7 separate regions of the Mus musculus genome follow, and regions 2, 3, 4, 5, 6 and 7 are each linked to region 1. A link is a contact called in public ChIA-PET, HiChIP or PLAC-seq, Micro-C and promoter capture Hi-C data. All regions are on one chromosome and are shown on one strand. The core of a region is the stretch at or near the end of the contact, and the rest is flanking DNA. Distances in the headings are between cores, read along the strand shown.

Evidence for each region. Promoter capture Hi-C pulls out the DNA fragments that hold promoters and counts their contacts. Hi-C and Micro-C count contacts between places; a contact is called where the count stands out from the background. ChIA-PET counts read pairs in DNA pulled down with a chosen protein or histone mark. HiChIP or PLAC-seq counts read pairs in DNA pulled down with a chosen protein or histone mark.
Region 2: an RNA polymerase II ChIA-PET map of memory CD8 T cells shows a contact between it and region 1, with 6 times the contacts expected there. The contact joins the enhancer-like site here to the promoter of Neto2 in region 1. A contact is called at or near these places in 14 of 39 promoter capture datasets (the 3T3-L1 cell line, 3T3-L1-derived adipocytes, the C10 cell line and 7 more), 3 of 115 datasets of contacts at active chromatin or transcription factors (embryonic basal ganglia, embryonic forebrain and memory CD8 T cells) and 4 of 9 other capture datasets (adipose tissue, embryonic stem cells, liver and 1 more).
Region 3: a contact with region 1 is called in a Micro-C map of embryonic stem cells, with 5 times the contacts expected there. The contact joins the promoter of Lonp2 here to the promoter of Neto2 in region 1. A contact is called at or near these places in 22 of 39 promoter capture datasets (3T3-L1-derived adipocytes, the C10 cell line, the HPC-7 cell line and 14 more), 6 of 484 Hi-C or Micro-C datasets (CD4 T cells, Th1 cells, embryonic stem cells and 1 more), 19 of 115 datasets of contacts at active chromatin or transcription factors (acute myeloid leukemia, bone marrow-derived macrophages, cardiomyocytes and 13 more) and 3 of 9 other capture datasets (adipose tissue, macrophages and pancreatic islet).
Region 4: a contact with region 1 is called in a promoter capture Hi-C map of liver, with 7 times the contacts expected there. The contact joins the enhancer-like site here to the promoter of Neto2 in region 1. A contact is called at or near these places in 25 of 39 promoter capture datasets (the 3T3-L1 cell line, 3T3-L1-derived adipocytes, the C10 cell line and 14 more), 1 of 15 datasets of contacts at CTCF or cohesin (the NIH/3T3 cell line), 9 of 484 Hi-C or Micro-C datasets (CD8 T cells, the HPC-7 cell line, the STO cell line and 4 more), 13 of 115 datasets of contacts at active chromatin or transcription factors (SST interneurons, acute myeloid leukemia, craniofacial prominence and 10 more) and 3 of 9 other capture datasets (adipose tissue, embryonic stem cells and liver).
Region 5: a contact with region 1 is called in an H3K27ac HiChIP or PLAC-seq map of the NIH/3T3 cell line, with 11 times the contacts expected there. The contact joins the enhancer-like site here to the promoter of Neto2 in region 1. A contact is called at or near these places in 16 of 39 promoter capture datasets (the 3T3-L1 cell line, 3T3-L1-derived adipocytes, the C10 cell line and 11 more), 2 of 15 datasets of contacts at CTCF or cohesin (the NIH/3T3 cell line and stem cell-derived epiblast-like cells), 3 of 484 Hi-C or Micro-C datasets (cerebral cortex and embryonic stem cells), 16 of 115 datasets of contacts at active chromatin or transcription factors (the NIH/3T3 cell line, SST interneurons, acute myeloid leukemia and 11 more) and 2 of 9 other capture datasets (macrophages and pancreatic islet).
Region 6: a promoter capture Hi-C map of trophoblast stem cells shows a contact between it and region 1, with 18 times the contacts expected there. The contact joins the enhancer-like site here to the promoter of Neto2 in region 1. A contact is called at or near these places in 22 of 39 promoter capture datasets (the 3T3-L1 cell line, 3T3-L1-derived adipocytes, the C10 cell line and 13 more), 3 of 15 datasets of contacts at CTCF or cohesin (embryonic stem cells, large pre-B cells and stem cell-derived epiblast-like cells), 10 of 484 Hi-C or Micro-C datasets (cerebral cortex, embryonic stem cells, liver and 3 more), 17 of 115 datasets of contacts at active chromatin or transcription factors (SST interneurons, astrocytes, a colorectal cancer cell line and 11 more) and 5 of 9 other capture datasets (adipose tissue, embryonic stem cells, liver and 2 more).
Region 7: a contact with region 1 is called in an H3K4me3 HiChIP or PLAC-seq map of forebrain, with 32 times the contacts expected there. The contact joins the enhancer-like site here to the promoter of Neto2 in region 1. A contact is called at or near these places in 19 of 39 promoter capture datasets (the 3T3-L1 cell line, 3T3-L1-derived adipocytes, the C10 cell line and 11 more), 3 of 15 datasets of contacts at CTCF or cohesin (the NIH/3T3 cell line, embryonic stem cells and stem cell-derived epiblast-like cells), 1 of 484 Hi-C or Micro-C datasets (embryonic stem cells), 15 of 115 datasets of contacts at active chromatin or transcription factors (embryonic basal ganglia, embryonic forebrain, embryonic hindbrain and 5 more) and 5 of 9 other capture datasets (adipose tissue, embryonic stem cells, liver and 2 more).

The regions. Positions count from the first base shown.
Region 1 is chr8:85,698,872-85,702,609 of GRCm38.p6, reverse strand. Neto2 (neuropilin (NRP) and tolloid (TLL)-like 2) reads left to right here and starts at 1,686. Exons shown (of 9, transcript NM_001357288.1): 1 at 1,686-1,969. The coding sequence starts at 1,936. Mir8109 (microRNA 8109) reads right to left here and starts at 1,705; the gene lies at 1,589-1,705.
Region 2 is chr8:86,688,510-86,692,247 of GRCm38.p6, reverse strand. All of the region lies in intron 11 of Lonp2 (lon peptidase 2, peroxisomal), which reads right to left. Among named protein-coding and RNA genes, the nearest start is that of Gm22305, 19 kb to the right of the region's middle. Within about 2 kb of position 1,642, at least 20 of the 459 cell types and tissues checked have an H3K27ac peak or open chromatin away from gene starts, as enhancers often do. A contact at or near this core is called in memory CD8 T cells, where this site is marked.
Region 3 is chr8:86,622,397-86,626,134 of GRCm38.p6, reverse strand. It overlaps Lonp2 (lon peptidase 2, peroxisomal), which reads right to left and starts at 2,092. Exons shown (of 15, transcript NM_025827.3): 1 at 1,719-2,092. The coding sequence starts at 1,951.
Region 4 is chr8:86,493,311-86,497,048 of GRCm38.p6, reverse strand. No RefSeq gene overlaps it. Among named protein-coding and RNA genes, the nearest start is that of Abcc12, 71 kb to the left of the region's middle. Within about 2 kb of position 1,743, at least 3 of the 459 cell types and tissues checked have an H3K27ac peak or open chromatin away from gene starts, as enhancers often do. A contact at or near this core is called in liver, where this site is marked.
Region 5 is chr8:86,443,733-86,447,470 of GRCm38.p6, reverse strand. No RefSeq gene overlaps it. Among named protein-coding and RNA genes, the nearest start is that of Abcc12, 120 kb to the left of the region's middle. Within about 2 kb of position 1,725, at least 50 of the 459 cell types and tissues checked have an H3K27ac peak or open chromatin away from gene starts, as enhancers often do. A contact at or near this core is called in the NIH/3T3 cell line and trophoblast stem cells, where this site is marked.
Region 6 is chr8:86,423,006-86,426,743 of GRCm38.p6, reverse strand. No RefSeq gene overlaps it. Among named protein-coding and RNA genes, the nearest start is that of Abcc12, 140 kb to the left of the region's middle. Within about 2 kb of position 2,168, at least 10 of the 459 cell types and tissues checked have an H3K27ac peak or open chromatin away from gene starts, as enhancers often do. A contact at or near this core is called in the SN4741 cell line, astrocytes, trophoblast stem cells and 1 more, where this site is marked.
Region 7 is chr8:86,388,099-86,391,836 of GRCm38.p6, reverse strand. No RefSeq gene overlaps it. Among named protein-coding and RNA genes, the nearest start is that of Gm33687, 110 kb to the right of the region's middle. Within about 2 kb of position 1,721, at least 97 of the 459 cell types and tissues checked have an H3K27ac peak or open chromatin away from gene starts, as enhancers often do. A contact at or near this core is called in embryonic basal ganglia, forebrain, neural progenitor cells and 4 more, where this site is marked.

The sequences.
Region 1 (3,738 bases), core at 437-2,936:
AAGGACATTGGAAGAAGGGAGTCTTGCTCTTGCTCCTGCTCCTTCGCCTGCTTGCTACGTGAGACTGAGTAACTGCTAGATCCTTGGACTTCCATTCACAGCTGCGACTGAACAATTGTTGGGAATTGAGCTGCCGACTGTAAGTCATCAATAAATTCCTTTATTATCTAGAGACTATCCATACGTTCTGTGACTCTAGAGAACCCTGACTAATACACCTATGAAGACCTTGACATGTGTCAGGAGGATTAAGAGACAGACATCCTAAAACCAATGGAGAGATGAGTGCATCTCCACATTCAAAGTCCACATTCTCTTTAATCTTTAGTTTCTGATGACACTTGTCCCAAATTCCCTGCTCACACTTGCATCTTACCTGACACTTGACAATCATGACTACACCCCTCCTCTTCACTTGCCATCCAAACATTTTCCATCTTCTTTCTCCCCTTTTTCATGGAGCGTTCTCTGATGACATCATACAGGCTGTTTTTTGTTTTTTGGGTTTTTTTTCTTTTCCTCCATCAACAACTATGCATTGTTGATCCAGAAACTCAAAGGGCTTCCCAGTTTCTTTATCCACTCTTGCCCAGGACTTAAACTGAATTATTAACTGCTGTCCCCATTTATCATTATTTTATTTGTGGAAAAGGTTCTAAAATGCCTTATTCACTGGTTCCTGGGTGCAATTTTAATTTAACTGCAGGTGATCACCTTATAAGCCCCAAATCACACATCTTTCATAACCACTGAAGCACACAGCAAAGGGCTAAACAACTTTATGCTAATAGGTGTTAATTGGTTTTATTTATAAACTTGTTAATTGCTTATACTTCTGTGACTTTCTTAGAGCGATCCAAGAAAAGAAAGAATGTGACACCCTTGGAATATTTTGTTCAGTTGCTGGACGTTCTAATTAGCCATAATTTGCTAGATAAACATTTATATATCAGATCAATTACGGTAGGGACTTAATATTGGTAGGCCCCCCAATACCAGTCATTGTTATATGCACATAACTCAAACCAATAAATGACTGTAGCCCGCCTGCATTCAAGTCATTTCTATTTCAGTAGGATGAAGCAGCTCTGCCAGCAAGACAATTTCAATGCACAAGAGCTGGAGGAAGACGAGATCATGCACAAACTATCCAAGGCACATATAATTCCTTTCCGGTGGCGCTCAGCGGTCCGTCTGTACGGCTGTGGTTAGGGGTGGCCTTGGGGAGACCCAGTCTGCATTCAGTCGCGCCTGTCTCTGCAGCTAGAACAAAGTTTCACTTTTCTGGCTGGCGTGGAGCTTTCAGCCCACTGTGGCGAGGACTGGGAGTGAGGATTCCTCAAGCAGCGCTGTGCCTGGCAACTGTTGGAGAAGGTTCAGTAGGTGCAACAACCCTTACTGCTGGCCGGGGGAACTCACCCGGGCACCTCCAGGGCCCCCGCGGGGGTCTCCCTTCCACCGAGATCAGCAAGGCTGAGCAGACGTTTTCAAGCACCTGAGCTTGAGGTCCTCCGAGAGGGGATGGAAAAATCGGACCTGGGGAGCTCAAGGCTTCGAGAAGACACCGGCAGGGAGGGGTGGGCCGCGCGCGAGGCCCGGGAAGCGAGTGGCGGGCGGGGCACGCGGGAGGGCGGGGCTGCGCGTGCGCAGTGGCCCCGCGGCCGGCACGCGGCGCTGCGCTCGCTGCTTAAATGAGCCGGGGCTCCCGGCGCGCGCCACTTCAAGGGAGCCCGCCGCGGGAGCGTCCGCCGCTGGCTTTCCTCAGCCCGCCGAGAGGCGGCGGCCGTCGGGGACCCGGCACGGCGGGCCGAGGCGCTGCGCCCGCTGCTAGGAAGCGGCGGCGGCCGGCGATGGGGACGGAGCGAAGCTACCCCGCCGGGCCGTGACCACCGCGCCGCCGCCTCGGGCGCTCTCGGAGCGCCGACGCTGAGGAACATGGCCCTGGAGCAGCTCTGCGCGGTCCTCAAAGGTAAGCGCGGGTGCGGGCAGCGCCCCCTTGCGGGCCAGGCCGCGCTCCGCTCCGCTCCGCCGCCGCCTTCGCGCCCTTTGTCTGGGCCAGGCCGCCCGCCGCCGCTGCGAGCTCGCTCCGGGGGACGCCGGCGACTCCGCGCCTTGCAAAGTGTGCGAAGCGAAGGCCGGTGGCCCCAGGTTGCCACCGCAGAAAGTGGTAGCACACAAACCACGAAAGCCCCAACTCCGACGCGCCGCAGCGGTTTCGGAGAAGCCCCCAATGTCCGCGCCTCCCGCGGGTCCCACCTGCTGCGGCCGGGAGGCTGCGGCACCACTGCGGGCTCGGGGCTGCGCGGCGGCCCTGCATGCCCCCCGCGCCCCGCGCCCCGCGCTGCCTTCCCGGGATCGCCGAGTCCCGCTGCCTCATGAGTCCTGTGCGGAGGATGCACGGGTCGGCAGCGGCCGGCGAGCTGACAGCATCGAGCTCCTAAAGCCACTGAGAGGCTGCCTCTCCGCGGAGGTGCTGTTTCAGATAAATATTTCTAGATGGTTTACATTGAGAGGCAAAGTTTATTCCAGAACTCGTCCTGGATTGATCCTTTCATAAATCTCAAGAAAAAGCACCGCCTTTCAGCAAATGACTTCCTTTTCCCCAAATGATTTAATTGCAAATGAATAATATCTGAATGGGTTTTTTTTTTTAAATCCTCTTATATTAAGAGAGAAAGTATGACAGTGTTAAAATACTGGCGCTTACATTTTTAGCACTGAATCCTGATATTTGCACAATTACACATTTTGGTGTTTTCCTGGTACGTGTTAACACCTTATTTTCAAATTTGTTTTGTTAGAAAGTTCAGTGGAACTTTTTGTTGTTCTTGAACTAACAACGTTTTAGACAAACTTCATAATTGGACAAATATTCATAAATTACTAATTGACGTTACAGCCATTTAATTTAAATATTTACCTACCTAACTATATGCATATCAATACTTTTATGTTCAGACTGTGCCAAGATAACCACTAACCTTCTAGCCAGTGAATATTTATTTCAGTTAATCCATAAATTCTTAATAATTTTATTATATAAAAACAAATAAAAAATTCTGTAGCTGCTTTAACTCCTGATTATGTAGTTATTTCCTTGGAAATTAACATTTTGTTTCACTCTTTAATAATAAATGAACCACATGCACAAATGGATTTCTGCTGCTTTAGAGGAATTCTCTTCATTCTAATTGTGAACCCACCATAGTAGGGTTGCCAGCATCATAATGACACGACTATATGAGAGTAGCCTCCCGCAACACTCAGTTGGATCTGTTACACAGCTTTACCTGCAGAACTCAAGGAAACTGAATTGGATAGGGCAATCTCCAGAGGTACTCAAGGAATTGCAGCTCCGCTGCCTGTGCCTTTTCAGTGGGTACACACTGCCCTCTCTGGCCAGTGTGGATTATTGCGCCTATCCAGAAACTCCGTGCTGATGACTGAGCTCCAGTGAAAACAGTGTAGTATCTGGCTTTTATTTTATTTTTTCAAATATTATTCAACCTGAACTATTTTTACATGCTGAAGTATTTTTACAGCTCGAGAAAAATTGTGATGTGGGCTTGCTAAGAAGAGAGCAATCTATTTTTAATTCTATACTGTGCTTTGTAAGCATTAGAATTTGGTCAAGAAAGACTAAAAGAAAAACATTTTGAACCTGAGAAGGCGATCTGGAGGCTGAAAGAAAAAGGGATAGCCTGGATTTTACTGCACATATTAAATCATTTGCTTTTC
Region 2 (3,738 bases), core at 393-2,892, 990 kb before region 1:
GCACACTTGAGCTGCCCTTCTGAAACCCAGCACTACCATGACACCAAGAGAGTTCTTGATGTATCTACTTCAACCAGGAGACTACACCCTTGCTACAAGTTCTACTCAATTTGCAGATCTGACTTTTAGCAGAGCATACAGTAAGCATTCAGCAATCTAGCTCACTCAGTAATTAAATAAACCAACATACTCCAAGCCACATGATCCTGTGTGATACCAGAAAAATCTGCCTCAGTTTCTCGAAGAGTCAAGAATTACTTAACGAAATTCATTTTCTATGGTTAAGATTCAGAAGACATTCTCAATTGTTTGGATCAGTTTAGCTATGAAGACCATTCAACAAATCTAAGAAGCCCAATAGAACCCCAAGTATTCTTGTAGCTTAGTGGGGCTAGTTTTCTCTTCATTGCAGCTCGCATTCCATCTGCATACAAAGGCAACCACTGTTCAGAGCCAGGCCAGTACCCATATGGGAACAATTGGTAAATTGGTGCAAATATCAGTTGTGGGGCAGTGAACCGAGCCATCAAACAGCAAACTTGGTAAGGTCGACTGGATTCAGAAACCCCAGTACCTTCATACCAGAGGATGGTAGGTGTTTCATCTACTCCCAACCAGGCTTCTGTCCTGGAACACAAGGCCATGACACCCCATGGAGAGGACTGTGACAATCAGTCACGAAGGGGCAACACCTGAAGGCCCTCCACACGCAGATGAGGCATCCCTAACATCTCAGACCAAGCCAATAGAAAGCATCTGCCTTTGAACCCCACCCCACCCCACCCCAAAATGTATATAAGATCCTACCCACAAGGAATAAAACACATCAAAGACTGTCTGAGAGTGTCTGTCGTATAGAGCTGTAGCACTTTGGGGAAGAGAGTTCACTTCTAAAGCTTTCACTGCTGGAAGCTGCAGTCACTTCCCGATTGGTGGCCCCAAACTTAGCTCCTAGTCACCAAGCTGACAGCTTGTGGGCCCCTTGTAGTGTCCCTCAGGAGCAACAGCAGCACATATAGATCTGACTCCAACTCCTGGCTTGCAGCACCTGCTGTGTAGCGTCCTGCCCAATGGCACAGACTCTGGAGCAGTGGAGGCTTCGGAAGACTGACTCCCCTTCCCCTTCCTTTGGAGAGTGCAACTCCTTAGCTGCTCAGGTCAGGCTAGAGCCCCTCAGATCTCCGAAGATAGCGTCCAGTACACAGACCAGCAATCAGGCTCAGGAAGAAATATTTAGTATGTCTTCATGATATTGGCAGATGTGAATAACGTATTTCATTTCAACATTAGAATACTGTCTGATTTTGAATTTTAGACACCACACTCTGCTACTAAACACATAGGATTTACCATGGAAGCTTTCTGTCTCTGGGCCTAGAATTTATCATTTTAGTTTGCAGAAGGCTACAAAAGCCCCCAATCTTTATCAGCAAGCCAAGTGTCTTGAAAAATTAAAGTGTCTCTGAAATCCATATTCCCCACCAGGAACCTCAGTCCCATGACCGAGGCAGATTTCCAATTGTTCTGAGCTACCAATGTAATCAAAGGGCAGGAACGACCTGACAAGATGAAGGAGGACTTCCAACACTGAAAATGTGAAACAGAATCCACACTTCCACGCCCTGTTTATGTAACCTGGGTCTTGAGTAAGAAACTTCAGTGTTGGTAAAATGTTCTTCTGATAACGAAAGTGTCTGAGACTGCAATGACTGCTACAGCTTTTCAATGAGCAAACTTGCTGGCAACAGGCAGAGTTCCAAGCTGCCCAGTCTGAAGATCAGGACAATGGAGGTTAGCTTTATTAGCGCCCACAAAGATACAGAAATGATGACTTGTCACAACCTTCCCATTAGACCCAGGCACTACTCTAGAAACTACTCACTTCTGAGTCTTGTAAATCTAAAATGAGCACCCCAAAGCATGTGGTTTTGGTGTATGGAGGCAGATATACAAATCATTCTCTTCATTCTAAATCCACCCAGAAAGAAAGGCATGAAGGTAGGTTAAAATGTTTGAGGACTTATATGTAACTAGAAGCCTTCTAATTACTTTTTCTTCACTAAAAATAAAAAAGGTGCCTTAAAAAAAGTTTTATTAAGAGACATATGCTTATATACGTCTGTCTTCCACTTCTGTGCTTGGTGCCTATAGAGGTCAAGAGCGGGCATCAGCTTCTGTGGACTGGAGTCACAGATGGCCGTGAGCCACACTGTGGGTTCTGTGGACTGGAGTCACAGATGGCCGTGAGCCACACTGTGGGTTCTGTGGACTGGAGTCACAGACGGCCGTGAGCCACACTGTGGGTTCTGGGAAGCAAATCTTCTGCTTCCCCTGCAAGAGCAGGAAGTGCTCTTAACTGCAGAGCCAACTCTCCAGCCCCATGAATGAAGTTTTTATGTCTTCAAACAAGAACAAGATCCACATTGAAGGCTGACAAATGTCTCAACTTTTGCTAAAGATTCATTCATTTAGGGGTCTTTATAGATTTTTTTTTTCCCCCTCAAGGCCACTGAACAGTGGACCAAACCTATTCTTACTGCTTTTGTGTCACAGAAATTTCTACTCTCTCTCAACACCCAAAGACAGGATTTCTCTAGAATTCTCAACAAATTATTCTCTGGGAAATGGGGCTGTATCAACAGAAATTAAATGTATAAAATCCTCAGAATAAATGCTGCTCATACACTAAAACTGGATACAGAGTAGATTTGTGTCTTCTCTTGTTGCTAAAACTCCTTCTCAGGGGAGACATAAGCAGAGCCTACTCCTTCTCCTTAAGGTCCAGTGACAACCCAAGATATAACTCCACAAATGTTCACACTGGGTAACCTTTGAGTCTACTGAGCTTCCTTACAGAGTGTAGGTGATGGGTGTAAGTATTCCTACCCTGGCAAGCCACCACAGGGAAACCTTTACCCAGCAGAGATGTAGGCTTGCCTGTATCTGTACTGATAGAGTGCCCTTCTCCACCATTCTTACCGAATCTATGTACTTTAGCCCCTCTTCCAGGCCACATGCAATTAAGGCAGAGTTGTACACAAAACTCGGTAGGAAACAAGGGAGTATGGCTAAATCTCTCCAGCTAATGGTTGCTTGGCTTGGAGGACAGTCACTTGAAACTCCTCTTCAAGTAGTACACTGTTGGGCACAGTGCCATTTGCCTGTAATCCTAGTTTTGGGGAGGCTGAGGTAGAAAGATGGTACATTTGAGATCAGAATGGATTACAAAATGTACCCCTCTCACTCCCAGCATTCCTTGTTCTCTGCTTATTGATCCATTAGGGACTCCAGGAGTTGGCTGAAAGCTTCCAACCATCATGATTGACTGCCTCTTAAATGGCGAAAAAAATCCACCCTTTCTTCCTTAACTTTGTTCTGTCAGGTATTCTGTCACAGCAACAGGAAAGTAACTAACACAGTGGCCTGTTGGTCTTAAGAAAGATGAAGCCAAGGTGTGACCCCTGAATCTCCCTTGTAATACACAATTCTGTAAGGGGTTCACCTTGCCCTGTTAATCCTTCAGTGTTCAAAACTTACTCCCATAGCTGTGGCAGAGTCCTGGACACTTGTGGGGGGCAGAAATGTACCCCAGATGTTGGCTATGAAGACCAGCATGATTTGAGGTTAACCTGGTTGAGCTCAGATGCATGAGTTGCTTGCTGTATGATTCTGAACAGGTCATCTCCTCTGATAGCCAATTCCTCCTTCATAAAATGGAACAGCTCTGTACTGATTTTG
Region 3 (3,738 bases), core at 843-3,342, 920 kb before region 1:
AAAAAATTTAATCACGAGAATTTCTGTCTCAACTAAGTGGTTGTAAAATAATATGGGAGAAATAAACAGAGGTTTAAGGAATGAGGTAATATGCTAGGAGACTAGTACTAAATATAATTTGCTACAATAAAATACTGAAACTTTATAGTGTCCAATCTTATTTAGGCAACAGCCAAGAATAGTTCAAATGGGTGTCAGTTTTTTTTTTCCATGATGATACAATGTAAACCATTATTGAGTTGTGCGTTTGTTTCATGCTTTACTGTTTATTTTGTTTTTAAAGAGCTACAGGCCTCCTTTGGAAACATGAAGAAAAGCTCCAAGTTGTCTAATGTAGTCAGTCACACTTATGAAATCCATTCAGAGCCAGGAACCCTTCATTTGAAAATAAGGAGGGGAAGGAGGCTCTCCAACCTGCTCTTCAGTATCAATACATTGAGCAAGAACTTGAGAAAAGAGCTTAAAGATAACATCTGCTAAGACACACTATAGACTAGTACTGTCCAATAAAAATACAAGCCATACTCGTGATTTTAGTATCCACAGGTGATTTTAGGTGAAGTGGTCAGAATATTAACATTGTAACATTTATTCTATGTAACATTAATTAAGCAGGGCAGTGGCACACGCCTTTAATCCCAGCACTTGGGAGGCAGAGGCAGGCGGATTTCTGAGTTCAAGGCCAGCCTGGTCTACAGAGTGAGTTCCAGGACAGCCAGGGCCACACAGAGAAACCCTGTCTCGAAAAAGAAAAAGGAAATTCACGTTTTCTCAAACTATAGTGTGCACTGTACATTTATGACACATTTAGGGTGACCAACTGCCTTGAGCTGCCTAGAATTGACAGCCTTTCTGGGCACACATGCACTCTAGTGTTAAAACTCATATTAGAGCATGCACACTTCAAGTGCTCTATACGCACAATCACTGTGCAGTCCAGGGAAGCATGGGGCAAACCAGTCTGCACAGATGGACCTTCAAGACACACCTAAGAGACATGGGAAATCACAGGGGAAGAGTCAGACGCAGGTGAAATCTACCACCCAAGTCAACGAACCAGAGCCGGGACACAGGGCTATCCAGTGACATCCCCCGGGCCTAAGATAAAAATGCCAGGAAGGAGCAAAGGTGAGCCTAGAGGCTGGGAAGACTGTAGTGGGAGACCCCAAGGAAAATGCTAACAGGAATGGCCCTTCATGAAGGGGAGGCCGTCGGGGAATAGAGAAAATAGGTAACAACATGTAAAACAAAGCACCCAAAAGTTAACTGCGTAGTTTAGGCATGAGCAGGAAAAAGAAAGAAAGAAAGAGAGAGAGAGAGAGAGAGAGAGAGAGAGAGAGAGAGAGAGATAGATAGATAGATAGATAGATCTAGATTTATAATGTTTCAGCTGGAGAACATGACCGGAGGTTGACTGAAAGAAAGGGGACAGGGTGAAAGGTGGTATGGGGGAGGGGCCCGGGCGCTGGGCGGTGAAGAAGGCTATGTAGGACACGAATTCACATCAGATAAGCACCAGCAACAGGCAGCAAATGAACTGCACAGAGTTTCCACCCGTGTCAGGCATTGCTCCGTGACTGATCCGGCTCACTAACGGTCACTGGCGAAAAGCGTCCCTCCCACTTTTCACGCTGGGGAGACTTGAGCCACAACTCCGCTCACAGGCCGCCGGGGCGCGAGTCCCGGAGGGCCTCCCTCCGAGTGCCCGGCGGGCCTACCTGTGCAATGGTGGCAGGTCCTGCGTGTCGCTGGCCGGGTCGGGTGTGTTGGGGATGACTCCTAGAATGGTGCTCTGCAACGACGTGCCCTTGAGCAAGCGGCTCCGCACCAGCTGCAAGTTGCGGGCCGTGTCCACACTTGTGCGCATAGTGGAGCCAGGCAGCAACACACTCTCGTGGGTCAACAGCAGCGGAAGGCGGCTGGGGATCTGGATGGGGCTCACGGAGGACATGGCCACTGGTCGTCAACACCAGAGGTGTCAGGAGGACTCCCAAGTACGAACTCTACACTTCCTTCGCCGAACGCACCGCAGCCGTCACTCGACGGCCCGCCCCCAGGCCTGAGTGCCGCCGCTTCCGGCACCGCCCCTTCCCCAGGCTCCGGTCCCCAGGCCTGCCGCCGCTTCCGGCCCCGCCCCTTCTCCAGGCTCCCAGACTTCTGCCCGGACGCTTCGGACTCGCCCCCGGGCCATGTGCTGCTGTTTCCGGGCCCGCCCACAACCCTTCCGGAGGCCGCAGCGGCTAAGCCTTCCGGTCTGTCACTCTCCCCCCCCCCCCCCCCCCAAAGCTAAAGCGTAGCGGCTTCTGGCTCCGCCCCTAGACCCAAACCCCTCAATTTCTGGCTGCATCCCCAGGCTGGTCCCTACATTAAACACCTCCGCTCCCCGCTAGCCCAGAGATACCCAATTTCTGTCGCTTCGCTCAGCCCTTCTCTCTGAACCAGTGATGCCAGACGACAAGCAAACCTGGTGCACAGACAGCATGAACAGTGCCTGCATTTAAATTCGGAAGGAATGTTGAGAAGGACGGTGTGCACTAGACATTTTTAAACCTTTTTATTGAATAGATTTTATATTTTAACAAGTATCCTATACCTCTCACTCGGTTTTCCCTATTATGTTGCATAACCATGGTTCACATAACCCAGGAAATTAGTATTACCATTACCTAATCCATAGACCTTCTCCCAAGCTGGTGGGTTTTACTATCGTCCTTAATTTTTCACTTTGTTTATCTCCTGGATCTCTTAAGTCTGTGATATTGCTTCCATCTTTGCTTTATTTTATTAGTATTTTAAACAGATACTTTTAAAAAAGGGGCATTCAATTATTTGTAGAAGGTCACAATTTGGATGATAGATTCTAGGTTGTGGTCTGAGTCACTGAGGTCTAGAGGGAGGGTGAACTGGTAGGTGATGATCTTGGTTGTGACACACTCATCAAGTATGCATTGTGTAGATATCTTGAGATAGACTTTGGGAGTAATATAAAGAAAAAATATATACAATAACTTACCTTTTTATTAAGAGTCTTATCTGGAGAGTAGAGGACTTATACTCTGAGATTCCTGGTGTCTTTTTAAAAATGGTACTTGGGATTGGACCAAGGGCTCTGAACATGGTAGGTATTTTATGAGGAAACTATGACCATCTTAAAAACCTTGGGGCATATTTTTTAAAAAAACTTTATTTATTTTTATCATGCATACATATCCTAAAAGCAACAAGTGTTTTGTGTGCATACTAATGTCTGGACTTATTTTTGTTTAATAAATTAATTTTTTGATTTTATTATTTTCTTGGTCTCCTAGGACAGGGTCTTAACTGAGTCACACATATGGCCAAAGAAAAAGAGTCATTCCAGGATGATATATGGCCTTGCAGGCAGCCAAGAGGTCTAGCCTCTTGTAGACTGAACCCCAAACAGCTGTGCAGAACCATGTAATTGTCACACAAAAGTTGTTTTTAGAGTAAAACAGGAACTTCATACCAAAACCCAGGTCTAATCTGTGTGTTTCTTGAAGGAGCACCAAAACCTTGCAACTTCAATTCTTACTGTCTACTGTTTGCTGTACCCGACTATGCAAGCTGTTTCATGTTTGTCAGGGCCTTCTTGTGACTAAACTCACTGTTTTCTACAGTGATTTTTTTTTTTGGTAAGGTCTAAGTAATTCCAGAAAATAATTACTTCATTCTGATGTTTACCCTAGATACAATGACTCTACTAATTGTCCCACTCTA
Region 4 (3,738 bases), core at 494-2,993, 790 kb before region 1:
CTTAGTTAGGAGATGGTTCTCTAACCTGGAAACTGTCCCAAATTCATTCAAAGACTGGCTGGGAGAAGGAGGATCCTAGCTTCCAGCTTACTGTTGTTTCCACGCAGTCTGTCTCAGACTGCTCTCTAGAAGGGAGAAACCAAACCAAACCAAACCAAACCAAACCAAACCAAACCAAACCAAACCAAACCAAAAAACAAACCAAACCAAACAAAACAAAACAAAACACTCTCCTCTCTAGGGAATCTATCATATTAAATAAATGACTTTCAGGTGTCAATGAACACATAGCAAATTGCTAGAGGATGGTTAAAGCTTGATGGTGAATTTATTGATTTACTTATTTCAAGCATTCATTATTCATTCACTCAGGTAGTATTGTGCTTGATCATTTGTTTTTCTGATCCTGCCTCTTGTCTTCATTGTTAAAAGGAGGTCCGAGACTAGAGATGTAGTTTGTTGGGCAGTGGTCATGGGAAATAAAGGGGGTGGGAGCAAATCCGCATCCTGCCAGATTTCCGGTGCTTTGGGCAGGCAGACTCGGGGGACTGCCACAAGCTCTCTACGTGGCCTGGGTGGGTGTCTGGCTGTGGGAAGCCACGGAACCCCAGTCCAAGGAAGAAGAAAGGGACCAATCTGGGGTCTCTGGGCCTCATGGAGGCCAGAGGTGGCCACTTCTCCATCTTAGACATCCCAGACATCACTGGATGTCACAGAAAAGTTGAGAATGAAGTGGGGGCTTTGTGGGGCAGTTCGCCCTCAAGCCGAAGGGAGAAGAGGGCAGGGGGAGAGGGGGCACAGTCCATGATTAGAGCGCAGGAAGGCCTCCCAGCAGGAGGTTAGATACAGCTCTTTAGAGGAAAGCCCGCTCTGTTGTCCCAACACAGCGAGTCTTTATGAGCAGAGACAGTCTATGGTTTTAGAGCTTTACTGTAGAAAGGCAGAGAGAAAGAGAGAAGGTAGAAGGAGAGAAGCTGGCCATGGCTACATGGAGAGGGGGGAAAGGGAGGTGGAGAAAGAGAGCTAGAGATGAGAATAAGAGAGGTGAGAGCTTAAGAGAGAGAGGAGGGGCCAAGCAGCCCCTTTTATAGTAGGCTGGGCTATCTTGCAGTTGCAAGGTAGCTGTGGGAAGGAGGCTAGTTATCTGGCTATTGTCAGATAACTGTGAGGGTGGAGTTTAGCCAGAATGCCAGTAGCTTGGGACATTGACTGTGTGACTTATAGTCACAGGATTATGGAGTTGGGGGCTCTGTGGTGTTAGGCACCTATGTCTGTCTGGGAGCATGGCTCACGGTTCTGTCCCTTGTAGAGTTTCTACTGGGTCTCCGGAGTAAGTCTCACTGGACCAGAAAACAGGCTGCCTTTCACAGTCCCACAGTAGTTCAGCAGCAGAGGGCTTGTGTAGGGTGCACAAGGTCATGTGTTTGATTCCTAGCACTCTAAATAAATAATCAGAGACAACATCGAAGGACAGAAGGCCCAGAGGATGCTGGAAAGGAGTAGCATCCTTGTAATGATGAGGGCTGGAAAAGCCTGTGCCTGGTTGAGAGACGCGTTGGAGAAGTCTTGGGAACCTGATAACGGAGACATCAGAATTGCACTTGCCAGTCTTTAATGGTGCATGTCACCCCTGTGGAGCAAGACACTCTTGACTTGTTTGTGGTAGAAAGACAGGAGAGTCAATTCCCCTCTGAGGCATGCAGCCATTTAAATGGTTTCCTGCTTTGATTCTGCAATGACTGAGTCAAAGATCATCTGCATAGCAGGATCGTTAGGAAACAACAGGCCGCTCTACACTGAGAGTGCATTTGGCTTGGCAACCCAACGGATTATTTGAAGTGGTCATAATGGCACTACGATCCTCATTAAACTCCTCAGCTTTTCTAATGTAGGGATTGTAGAGCCAAGTGTCCTCATTCTGGGCAGAGACAACATAGCTTTGTCTAGACTGGGCAGCAGGGCATGGGATGGAGCAGAAGGCATGGACTTGATGATTGCAGCAAACACTGCGAATGGCCCTCCGTTCCTCTCTTCCACTGTAGTGTGCTTCAGTGCACTCCTGCTCCCTACAGTTGGGAACGTTCAGTTCTTCCTAGGGGCCTGATAGATTGCCCAAAGCCAAGGGGAGGCAGCAAGCCTAAACACTCCTGTTCTGGCAGGACACCTCCAGCAGACTGGTTTGGCTTCTGAGTTTGGGGATAATTGTGAAGTGTGATTTCCACTTTAGACTCCTCTGTGGGTTTTGGCTAATTAGCCCTGGAATACTTCACTGAAACTATTTTCTTTCTAGAATTTTCATCTTCTTCTTCCTTGTCATTCAGTGCCCTGATATATCCAAATCCCACCCCTGATCCAAGAAGATCTTTTTGATAAATTATGAGCATATAAATATCAAATGTATTTCTGGGAACTCTGACCTCTCATGGGGAGAGGACTGTCAAAGAAATCTGAGCTCCAACTCACACTCACCATTTCCAAGTTTCTAGGACCTTGGAGATGATTACTGCCATCCTCAGGCTTGAAGTTGGGTTGCTGACACTACCAACTTTCTGCAGAGTGGGCCTGAGATCTAAACCAGGCCAATTAGAATGTCATATCTCTGTGGCATCATGGAAAGTTGGGTTGGACATATGGCCTAAGCTGAGCTATCTGTCAAAAACAGACCTTAGCTGGCACTAAGTAGGGAAAATGAATTATCCCCTTTGGATAGTGGAAAACTTAGACTTTTAGAAGCTTTAAGATTCAAGATGCCACTTTTAATGTCACAGGGACACAACCTGTCTAAAGATGAGGCCAACACAGAAGAAAGTGCAGTGAAGAAAGCCAGAATGTGTAACTTGGTACTTTGGGATTCCTGCCTCTCTTGAAAGATAGTACCTTTCTTATTGGCAGTTGTGTTAGCTTTTCATCAATACAACAAAATGCCACAGGCAATCAATTAACAGAGAGAACATGTTTACCTTGGCTTATAACCTTGGAGCTTCCAGTTCATGGCTTTGTTGCTTTGAGCTGCTGGCACAGCAATGGCAGGTCTTGGCTGGGGATGGTATGACAGAGCAAAATTGTTTACTTAATGGTTTGGAAGAAACAACAACAAAAAAGGTAGACAGAAAGAAATCACTGACCCACAGGATCCTTCAAGGGCACCTCCTCAATGACCTAAAACCTTTATCTGTCCATACCTTTGAAGGTAGCTCTATTCTCAACGCTGTAACTAATCCTTTTATATACCAGCCCCTTGAACATACTCAACATCCAGCCTGTAGATTTGCTGCTGTTGGTCTGCCCCAGGATGCTAACCTATAGTGACCCCCAGAGCTTGCTGGCCACATCCCCAAATACAAATCCCATTACACTGCCAGAGCATGTTATTTTACACTCAGAATGGGGGAAAGGGCCCCTCACTGCATGTCCAGGCCAGCTCATGGGGCCAGGGTGGGAGCTATGTTCAGTTTCAGGTTCAGCCTTCTCCTGATTACCCTAGGGGCATTGCTTAGGTTGTTGGCGGGTCCCCAAAGTCTTGCCATCATCAGACACTGTTTTCAGAATGTTATTCAGATTTCCTCATTGGTTCTCAGAGCAGTGCAGCGAGTGCGTGGACTTCGCTGATGGCTGAGGTTGTGGTGCTGCTATCTGAAGTCACGTTCATGATTCCTGTCTTCCCGCACTTATTGCATGATTCACTGTGCTCTGTGTATAACATGTATGGGCTCACGCAAAGAGCACTTGATTCTCAGT
Region 5 (3,738 bases), core at 476-2,975, 740 kb before region 1:
GTGAGGCAGGTTTGTCAGGAGAGTTCCAGAGAAGACTTGACCTAAGTATAGGCAGGAGTCCTATGGGCTGCGGGTCAGACAGCCCGTGTGTTATGGCCGGTTTCTTCACACCCACTCAGCCTCAGTCTCAGGCTGCAACTTCCACCAGGCCTCCCTGCCATGATAGTATGCTCTTATGTTGTGAGCCAAGATAAATTTTTCTTCCCTTAAGTCGCTTCTTGTTAGGCGTTTTAATCAGGTCCAACAGACAGAAGCATAGCCAGTGCAGGTCTTCTCAGCTTAGGACTTGTGACAGTGACAACATTGCCTAAGGAAAGAAACCACCATTTGTTTAAAAGAGGTTCACTTTTCTAAGAGCTGTCTCTCAATTCAGTTAATCAGTTTGCTTAATTATCCTGATCAGAGGATTTGAGGACAGGATCGCCACAAAACAACAAAGCATGATTTGCAAAGGACCTGCAACTGCTGTCCCTTTGGGGAACACCTGACTCCTGTCTTCAAGAGAACTAGCAGAATCAATGCAGGGATAGTGAGCAGCAAGGGCTCCCTGCACTGCTCAGGGTTGCTAGGCTGAAAGTCTGTGCTAAGTGCGACGTAGCATTGTTAAGTGTGGAGTAGCATCTCTAAGTGTGGAGTAGAAGCAATAAGTGTGGGGTGGCTGGCTTCTCTTTGACCCTTGAGGAGAGTGAAGACCTGAGGTGGAAAGCAGGCCGAGCGATGGAGAAAGATGAAGGCCCTGGACCCATGGGTTCCTGAAGACATGCTACGAGGCTGTCAGGCTCCTGATTTGGCTTCCATCACTTAAGGGTTTCTCATTAAGATGCTACTGTAGGATATAAACTGTCAAGCTGAGCACAATGATAAATTTTCTGGTAATTTAAAAATAGGAGTCTAATTTACATGAGTGGTGTTTACAGATCATAAGGGTGCATTTGACTGATTTTTGACAAACACAGGCATGCTTCCACTAAGACTCATGGGAACAACTCTTGCATACCTTCCTCAGGGACAACCGTGTTAGACATTTTTTTTTTAACCAGAGTAGCTTTATTTGTTCTGGAACTTCCTTTCAGTGCAGCCAGAGATCATGGCCTCTTTTGGATTCTCTTTGTTTTGCAAGGTGTATGTATGTTCAGTTTGATTGCTTGTTTTGAGAGAAAGAGAGATTGGAGGGGGGGTGAGTGTGAGGGGGTGCAGGGATGGTGGTAGGTAGGATAGGGCTGTGCAGTCCAGGCTAGTGTTCTAGGATCGCCAGGAACTCAGAAACATCAGAGAACTGAGCAGAGCACTGGGTTTATAGTGTGTGGGGTAAGGGGCCTTTCCAGAGCAGAGGTTTCCAGGCTGTGGGTTGGGGCTTTGGCTTTTTACTCTGCAGGGTGGGAGCTGGGTCCAGCCATTAGGGCAGACAGAGTGTTCTGTGGGGTGGAACTTGGTGGTTGGAGGTCCTCAGGAGAGGAGCCTGGCCACTCGTTTGCCTTGAGGGGCTTACATTGGTGGCCTTCCCAGCAGTGTTTGTGGGCAAGATTTACTGGAAACAGGTTGGTATTCCCGGGTCTGCTAACAGGAAGAAAAATTATTTACAGCTATAAAAGGGCAAGGCGCAGTTTAAAACAGCACATCAAAAGCTCTGCTTTTGAATTTAAAAAGTTTTTGCCTCTAAGTTGACACCTGATTGAAATGGAATTTTCTGAAGGGCTCAGGAAGCTATTAGTTGTGAGTCACCCATGAGTCCTGGCTCTGCGTGGGCTGCCATCATTACTCAGCAGGGACGAGGATTGGGCCTGATCCTGCTGTTTAGGAAGTTCTCATTCCTGAAGATCAAGCCCTGTTCTTGGAGCAGCAAGCCTTCTTCTTCACCTTTCCAGCTCCTTCAGCCAAAGCTCTTGAGGTTAAAGCCAAGAAAAGATCATTAAGATTCTCCGGAAAGCTGGAAGAGCAGCTGTGTGGAGAAAGAGAGAGAGGAGAAAGAGAGAGAGAGAGACAGACAGAGAGAGACAGAGAGAGAGAGACAGAGAGACAGAGAGAGAGAGGAAAGACAGAAAGAGAGAGACAGAGAGAGAAAGAGAGAGAGAGAGAGACAGAGGGAAGAGACAGAGAAACAGAGAAAGGATTGTATGACCTTGAAGAACACTGTATTTCCAAGCTGTGTGATCACGTACAAACTGTTTAACATCTCTGTACAGAAGGATATGCACATGGAGAGGCAGCTGGGCCAGTGTAACTAACAGAGCTTCTGATGGCCTAGAGCTCAGTGTTTACACAATACTCATTTTTAATATTGTTAAGACTATGTGAGGGACAATGACTGGCAGATCACTGCCTTGGCACATCACTAACTGTGTGGCCTTGAACAACCCTCTTTTCATTGTTTTATTTATTTATTTTTTTGTCTATGAATCCATAGGGCCTTTATAGGTCAGGGCCTTTATTATCACTCGAGTCAAGCCTTCTCGGCTCTCCTCTTGCCTCACCTTAACTCCTGACCCCATGTAATATCAGCCTTGTACTTCAAGATAGAAGATGTGCGGTAGTTGGGTGTGCTAGCCAGCTTCATAGCAATCTGACACAAGCTATAGCTATCTGAAAGGCAGGGACCTCATGAGACTCAGTTATAAGGCACTTTCTTCCTTAGTGATTGATGAGGGAGGACCCAGCCTATTGTGGGTGGGGCCACCCCTGGGCTGGTGGCCCTAGGGTCTATAAGGAAGCAGACTAAGCAGGTTATGATGAAAAAAGCCAGCAAGCAGCACCCCTCCAAGGTTTCTTCACTAGCTCCTGCCTCCAGGTTCCTGTCTGTTTGAATTCCTGTTCCGACTTCCTTCAGAGATGAACTACATAAGCCAAATATGAAATTATAAGCTAAATAAACCCTTTCCTCTTCAACTTGCTTTTGGTCATAGGGCTTCATCACAGCAATATTATCCCTGCCTAAGACACAGGAATGGTTCATAACCCTTCCTTTGCCTAGATAGGAAGTATATCTGCACTCTGCCTCCCTACAGATCATACTCCAACCCACAAGGTCTAAAGCCTTGCTCCACACTGACAGGGTTCCTGGCTTTGAGCTGCCTTCTAGCCTCGGTGAATCCCACAACCCTCTTCTGCAGAGCTGGAGTGAGGGCAGCAGCTATATCACACAGAGTGAGGAATAAATGTGATTTCCCCTATGGAAGAGGCTTGCATCATGCTGCTTTAGAATAAGTGGCCAATAAAGGTCAGACATCTTTATATCGTTCTGATAATCGGCATGCTGGGGGCTATGTCTGTCTTTCACTCATGATCTCATATGTTAGTGTACAAAATTAGGAACATAGCTCCCTTTGACCCCTAGGGTCTACTACTACTAGGGGCTGTCTGTCTTTGCTACTCTGTGTAGACAGGTACTCTGCAATGTGTGTCCTCTCTCTCACACACACATGCCACATTAATGTCTTCACTCCTGATGGCTTGCATCTGGGGCATCTGGGCACTGTGCCTGCTGGGTGAGGGCAGAGGCAGGAGCTGGCATGTGACTTCCAAGCCTGAACACAGTGATTTGTGAGTCAAGGCAAGTTGTTTCTGTGGGTTGTCATGCCGTTTCAGCTGCTCCGTAAACACAGCTTGGGCCTTGGTGGTGGGTAAACTGTGTGCTCAGACCTGTATTTAAGATCTTACTTGGACAGAGGCTGGCAGTCAGAGGACCAAGGGTATAATTTAGATTAGTGTATCCCTAGCTTCCAGGTTTGCCTAGGCCACAGC
Region 6 (3,738 bases), core at 919-3,418, 720 kb before region 1:
TTCTGGCCTCCAGAAGAAGCAAGCATGCACACATGTGTGCAGGCAAAACACTCATATACATAAAACATGTACATCAAATTCAAATATGTCTTTTTCTAAGGTGCTAGAGATCAGGCTAGTGTTTTGTGCATGCTGTACAAAGGACTCCACAATTGAGTCAGATACTTTTCTGCTAATAACAGGATGTAGTTAGGTAGTCATCTGTGTAGCAACTAGCACCGGCTCACCTGTTCTCTGTTATGATGTCAAATTTTGATTTGACTTTGTGACATTCTTATGCCTAAAAGAAGAGTCTAAGACCAAGACCTCCCAGGACCCATTGCCCCAACCTGCACCATCAGTTGGGAATTTGTGGTGTCTGATCTCCTTGCAGAAGCACTTCTGTGCTGGAGCTGCTCTCAGCTGCTGGCAAGGAGACAGAGAGAGGTCTGCCCCTTGCTCTCTTATTACCCTAATTCCCTTGTTTTCTGACATTTAGCCAGGCTGGCTCCATCTGCGTTTTTATATTGCCCAGATTAGCCTTGTCTTTAAAGAACTGTCTTGGCATTTAGGCTGAGCAGATTTACACAGGCAAAGGCTTCCTCTCCAAAGCACATTAGTCGAGGAGCAAAATTCAGCTGGTGCTGGGCCATTCTCACTGAATGTTGCTGGGCATGATGGGAACACCAACGGAGCATCTCCTCCGATTCTCTAGAGAAACAGCACTCACCTGCTTCTAGAGGAAACTCAAAGGCCACCACAGTGGCCATGTAGGGCCACTTGTACTAGCACCACCCGGCTCAGTGGAAAGCATTTTAAAGGCCATTCCCCTCATTGAGTTGCCGAAGTCCTTGCAAAGTATGCTACGTGCTCTGAGGGTGGTGAAGACTGTCCGCAAATGTGAAAGTCAGAAGGCTTCAGAGGCACTGTGGTATTTCTGATTGAAGATGTTGCTCCAGGCTTCCCTACCTGAATAGTGAGATAGAATTTATGTGAAGAGCTATGGCAGAACTTATGTCAAGGAGCTTTAAGTCTGGACTAGGGTTGCAAGGAAAATAAAGGAAAAACCACTTATAGAGCATCAGCTACCCATGCATGGTGACAAACATTGTGCTCAGAAAAGCTCAAGCTGTGTGCTCTGCCAAAGGAGCCCACATTCCACCACGGACAGCAGCCATATCTGTCCAAAGCCCACCATGGACAGCAGCCATATCGCCCCAAGGCTCATTTCTCTTATGCAACCACCAGACACTTGACTTCCTTTGGGAAGCATCTTCACTCCATTCTCAGATCGTATCTTTTATGTACTGACTCTTCTCAAAGGCCACAGTTGGTCACATGCCTGACAGCTAACCAATGAGACTTTTCCATCCTTCTGATTGGTTCATAAATGGACCCATGACCCAAGGCTGACTAATTAATTTTCAGGATTCAGATTTGAACTCTTAGGTAAGAATTTTATCTTTTAGGTAACTAGTCCAGAAGCAGAAAGGATTGCCATCAGGACAAAAGCACACCTGTCCCCTGCCACCTGGTTGTGGGAGAGGCAACTTGATCACTATCACATTGCATGGGTCACACACTTACCAAGTCCTACTCCTCCACCCAGAGAGTCACCCCTGTTACATAGCCTGGCTTCCCTACCTCAATCGTATACCAATGCCACGTGTATATTCTTTAAGGATGGTGTATGTCATTCTCTTGGGCTTGCAAGCAATAAAATGTTTAAATTAGCTTTCCCCTCAAGAGAAAGAGTTTATTCCATTAAATATTAAGGGAAAGGATGCATCCAGGCCCTCTGAATGATTGGAACAGGGACAGAGAGCCTTAGTCCCCAAGTACTACAAAAGATTAAAAAACAAACAAACGAACAAACAAAAACACTTTTGCTTTTATTTATGACCATAAATATTGCTCCAGGGTCTTGACTATCCAAGGCAAGCCCTCTACTACTGAACTACATTTACATTTTAAAAGTCTTTAGTTTGAGATAGGGTCTCCCTGAGCTATCAAAGCTGGCTTCAAACTCACTCTATAACCCAGATTGACTGTAAATGAGGCCTGTTCCTGCGGCAGCTTTTTGAGTAGCTGGGATTACAAACCAGTGGCACCAACACCCCAGGTATTGTACTGGCCTTTGTATTGTTTTCTGACTCATTTGGGTGTGAGCTTCTTTCCCTGACTCAGACAAGCAACATGCCTGAAACTGGGTCTCATTTAGCATTGAGAGGCCACATCTACCATCTCCCAAATCCAACTTGAAAGTGCCTCAGAGAGAAAGATCTGTTTTCTGAGGGTTGTGAGTCACCCCTTTGGCTGAAGGAGCAGAGAATTGAGGTAACAAAACATCATTCCGTTTTCAAGAAAGAACCAAGGGAGACCTGGCTCCACAGCCCAGAACTGCATAAAAAAACAAACAACCAAACAAAAAACAAAAAGCCGGAAGTTTGATATGAATAATTTAGAAAAAGCACTGACCTCAGGATGGATTATCTACAGTGTCCAAGGGAAATGTTTTGACTAAGATGACCCAGAATGTCCCGACTTCAAAATATCCTTTCTCTGGGTAAGAATTAGCAAGACAGCCCATACTCCCATGACCTACCAAAGGGAAAATTACTTCAGAAAATACAAATTCCTACTGGGAAATGGAGGCTCTGTGAGCACAAAGTTCCTTCTGTTTCTAAACTTTAAATGGGAAACAACAACAACAGAAACAAAATGTTGAATCAGAGAGCCTTGTTCAGGCTTTCTCATGCTTTATTTTTGTTGGTTTTTTTCTTTGCTTGTTTTCTGTGATGGGCCCAGAAGGTCTCAAATTCTTTATTCTGTGTCTCTGTCTTTTGAGTGCTGGGATTTCAGGTATGAGCCATCTCCATTTGATATTAATTTTGAAAAATAGGAAATGCCCCTGTTGATTGTCTAAAGGCACCCCTAGCTCTAATTTTAGCATCTTTTATGAGTCCTCTGCACAGATGCCAGGCTTATGCATCCATCATCATCATCATTATCAACAACAACAACTAATACAACAACAAAACAAAGAAGTAGAAAAAACCAAACAAGACATTGAGCAAAATCCTAGTTGGCTATGATTCTTTACAACCCTCTTGTGGCCAACATTGTGCTCTGTGATGCTAAACCATTCTCAGCAATAACTCTTCCTCCTGGCTCCAAGTCTTCAAGGTTTCATGTTATTTTTGCCTCCAGCATCCTCATCTCTCCTCCTTTTAACTTACCCTAAATATCGTCTGCTATTGAAAGCTTGGTTCTGCATTCACCTTTGCTAGAACTACCTAACACTATATAGAACATTCTAGTCACTTACCTCTTGCTATCTGATTTATTGCCACCTTTGCTGTGTTCTGTTATACCTGCAGAGAGCCAACCCATGGAGAAGTCTTCTCCCAGCCTTCTTAGCCAGGCTCCAGGCAGGTGTATTCAGTGGAAGATAAAGGCCAGAGGCCATCTCCAAGGAGTCATCTCCTGGCGGTGGCTCCCTCATCCACAGTTCCTCATCCCCTTCTGTCTTGCTGTCTTTGCTATGACTTAACCTCTCTGCTGCTTTACAAAGCCTGTGTAGCTTCCCAGCTCTACTGTTGAGTCCCCGTATTAACCACAAACCATTCAGCTGCCTGATATGAAGCCATTTTCCTGATCGGAGCACATCTGGAAACAGGACTACTTGTCTAAAGGCATCTTCAGAGCTGGAGAGGTTGCTCAGCCATTAGAGCTTGCTGTTCTTACAGGAGACCCGAG
Region 7 (3,738 bases), core at 472-2,971, 690 kb before region 1:
CCACTTCAAAGGTAAACCTTGGTAATAACGGCTGAGCATTGGTGTACTGTAAGCCTTTTTTTTAATAGTTGTGGTCTTGTTTAATCTGCATGGGAATAATTGCTCGTCCTGTTTTGTATTCATAAGTGAGGGAAGTGAGGTTAAGAAAATGAAATGATATGTCCTAAGTCACATAACTATTGGGACAGAGGAGTGATGGAGACAAAGAAGTGGATCTGGATGTAGATGTAAATGCTCTCACCATCCCCCAGCCCCATCTGGGCCAACCTCCATGCACCTTTGCTTCCAGCCCAAGAAAAGCCACCCTGACGACATGCAAGTGGAATGAAACTAAAAATGAATTTATCTTCGCTTGGCCTTGATAACTGAGTAGTGTTTTTGAGGTGACCAGAGTCAGATGGCATTCAGAGACTCTGTCCTGTGTTGCTTGGAGAACTCTGCCTTCTCTCTGACCTGACTGCAGAAAATCCCCAAGCACGGGAGTTGACAGAGGAGAGTGGGAGCCAAACCAGCAGATATGGAAGACACAGCAGAGCACTGGGAACTGCTGAAAAAAACTAAGACCTAGAAAAACTCTACTGAAGATTTATATTCCTTTTAACTCCATTAGGACTTGAGGTAGCTAAAAAAAAAAATCTACTTTTAAAGTAAAGGAAATAGGATTATTGGATTTCGAAATTGGAAGCCATAAAATTTAGAACAATTTTATATAAAACTTCAACTCTTTTAAAAAAAAAACAAAATAAAAGAGTCAGATGGTCTCGAGTAAATCCAAATCTCAAAAGAAGAAGTAGACAAAGGTCTCTCTCTTTGCTGAATGCCTACAAGTCTAGCGCCATAAGCAGGAGCCTCGCTGAGTGGGTCGCTGAGACACCCACTCTGAAGCTAACACCCTGGCTCTGCTTCTTGTAAGGGATGGGGACTGACTATGCTTTCCAGTTTCCTAGACGCCACTCCATGTCCAGGGAACTGTGTATTGTCATGTCTGTACCCACACTTGAGCTCCGTACTTCACCGGCTCGGTAAGGCATTTCTTTTCCACCTCTACCCTTTGTACTTACACTTCTTCCTCAACTCTCCATAAGGTCTTTTTGCAAGGACAACTATCTGATACTTTTGTTATTTTCTGTGGTCCCAAGTCAGCAGTGGCTTAGTGTAACCGCTGAGAGTTGTGTTTAAACCCCAAATCCAATGACACTGAATAGGTTGCTTGTTCGTTTCTTTGTCTGTAAAATAGGAGTTAAATGGGTGTAAAGCACATAGCCTAGCACTGAGAACATACAGGTATTCATTATGCAGTGCCTTTATTTATTTGCCAGTATACAGAACTGACTGGGAGAAAAAGGCTTGAGGCCTGACACACAGCTGAAGCCCTTTGATGGATGACACTCCAATCCATGCCTCTCTGAGTACATAGATACCATTTCTTCCTTCCCAAGATAAGAAGCTGAACCCTTCTTTCATCCACACCACCACTATAGCTCCTCTTCATCTGATTTGAGCATCCATTACCATCTCATTGAAATGCCACTTAGACAAGGTCTCAAGTGTAGAGCTACAGAGGGAGCTTGGAGTAGGCTGGGGTAGAGGACTGCCCCATTAGCATTCAAACCATAATAGAGACCATTATCTTGGCAGCAAAATACCCCAGCAGTAGTGATGGGAGGAAATGGGAGTGGGTTGCCAAAGCAACAGAGAAACTTGAGCAGTGCTGTTTCCATGGCAACAGAGGGCCTGCATGGGAGGGCTCTCTCAGTTCCAGCACTGGTTAGACTCTCAACAGTATCAGTGACTCATCGGGTAGATTGCATTGCAAAGGGCAAATTAGTGAGAGGTTTCACTTAAGAAGTTAGGCCAGCATGAAGCCCACAGCAGAGATCTAAACTCTGGAGATGGAGCCTGGGCCTGTCTGTTAGGAATCAGGATTCTCTTGGCTGCTGGCCAGTTCATTACCTCTCAAAGCCATTAGGCCTTATTTATGGTTTGAAAACTCAAGGAGACCCTGCCTGAGCCAAATCTCCCTATGGGAATCTGACTCACGAGGTACATGACTTCAGGGGCAGACCAATGCCTGTGAGCTGTTTCTCCTTCTTTCCTCAATTTTAATTTTTATCAAAGTAATACATTCACATAATTAAAAGTCAATTAGAGTCTATAATTAAACACATAAGGCCCCGCGCATAATAGTGCTTCTCTTCCCTGATTCTCCAGGCACTCACTATAGTGACTTTGGCTGTATGTCCCCTCTTTACATCTGGGTTTTCAAACGTTTCCACCTGAAATACAGTTTCTTTGCATCCACAGTTAAGTGGAGGGAGTCCTCTCTTACCCCCTGTCAAACTCAACCCCCAGACACAATATAGAAACTTCCGAATACATAATATTTATAAACTACAGTGTTTTTAATGTTATAGGATATACCAATACTGCCTGTCTGCCAGCAAAATGATATCTTTTGAGCAGAGGGCTGCAGGCTTCCCTATTCAACACGTAGGCGCATTTTAGGATAATTTATTTCTGTTAACATGTATTAGTTGCACATATTGCTGTGATGCAGTGTGATATTTCAGTATATGAATAAAGTGGGTGCTGACCAACACACACACACACACACACACACACACACACACACACACACACACACATTTAACCCAACTCCCTTAGCTTCCTTTATGAAACAATGTGTGTTCTGTCTCTCTGCTTGAATCATTTAATGTAATGTCTTCTAGGTCCATCCATCTTGTTACCATGACAGGGTTTCATTGTTGTTGTTTTTTATGGCTGAACACCTCCCCCCTTAACACACACACACACACACACACACACACTCCACTTGTTGGTATTGCTTTTTCTTTAATCATCTATTGTTGGGTATCTAGGCTGTTTCAACCTTAGCTATTACAAACAGTACAGCAATCAACATGGACAAACAACTATGTCTTTTGTGTACAGATTTCATTTGCTTTAGATGTACACACAGGAGTGGGATAGGTAGGCAATTCGGTGGATATAGTTTAACTTGTAGGTTCCTAATTTATATTCCCACCAACCATGCATGAAAGGTCCCTTTATCCTCATCATCATTAGCATTTATGTTTGCCTTTTTAAATAGCTCCTTTAATTGGAGTGAGGTGACATATTGTAAGTTTGATTCATTCATTTCTCCAGTAGGGAGATAACTTACCTAGTTCTTTTTTTTCAATTTTTAAAAATATTTTATTTACATATGTATTTACAGTGAGCATGTGTGTGCATGTGTGTGGATGTGCATGCATGAGTGTACCTGTGTGTGTGTGTGTGTGTGTGTGTATGGAATATTTTTTGTTAGGTTTCTGAATTCTTTACATATTCTGAATATTAACTCTGCATCAGATGAGTAGTTGGCAAAAATTTCAAACCACTCTCTCTGTTTCTTTACTCTGTGGATTGCTTCCTTTGATTTGAGTTTGGTGTAATCCCATTTATCTATCTCCTACTTTGTTTCCTGTAATTCTAGAGACATATTAGCAATTTCATCACCTCTACAAATATCTGAAAGTGTTCTTCATGTTCTCATGTTTTACATTTAGGTCCTGGGTACATTCTGAGTTGACTTTTGTAGTCTGAAAGACTGGGATAAAGTTTCAAGCTTCTGCACATGGAGATCTGGTTTTCCAAGCACCAGTGGCAGAGTCTGTCCTTTCTGCAATGAGCCTTTTGACACCTTTGTTAAAGTCACTGTGCTGTAAGAGACGCAGA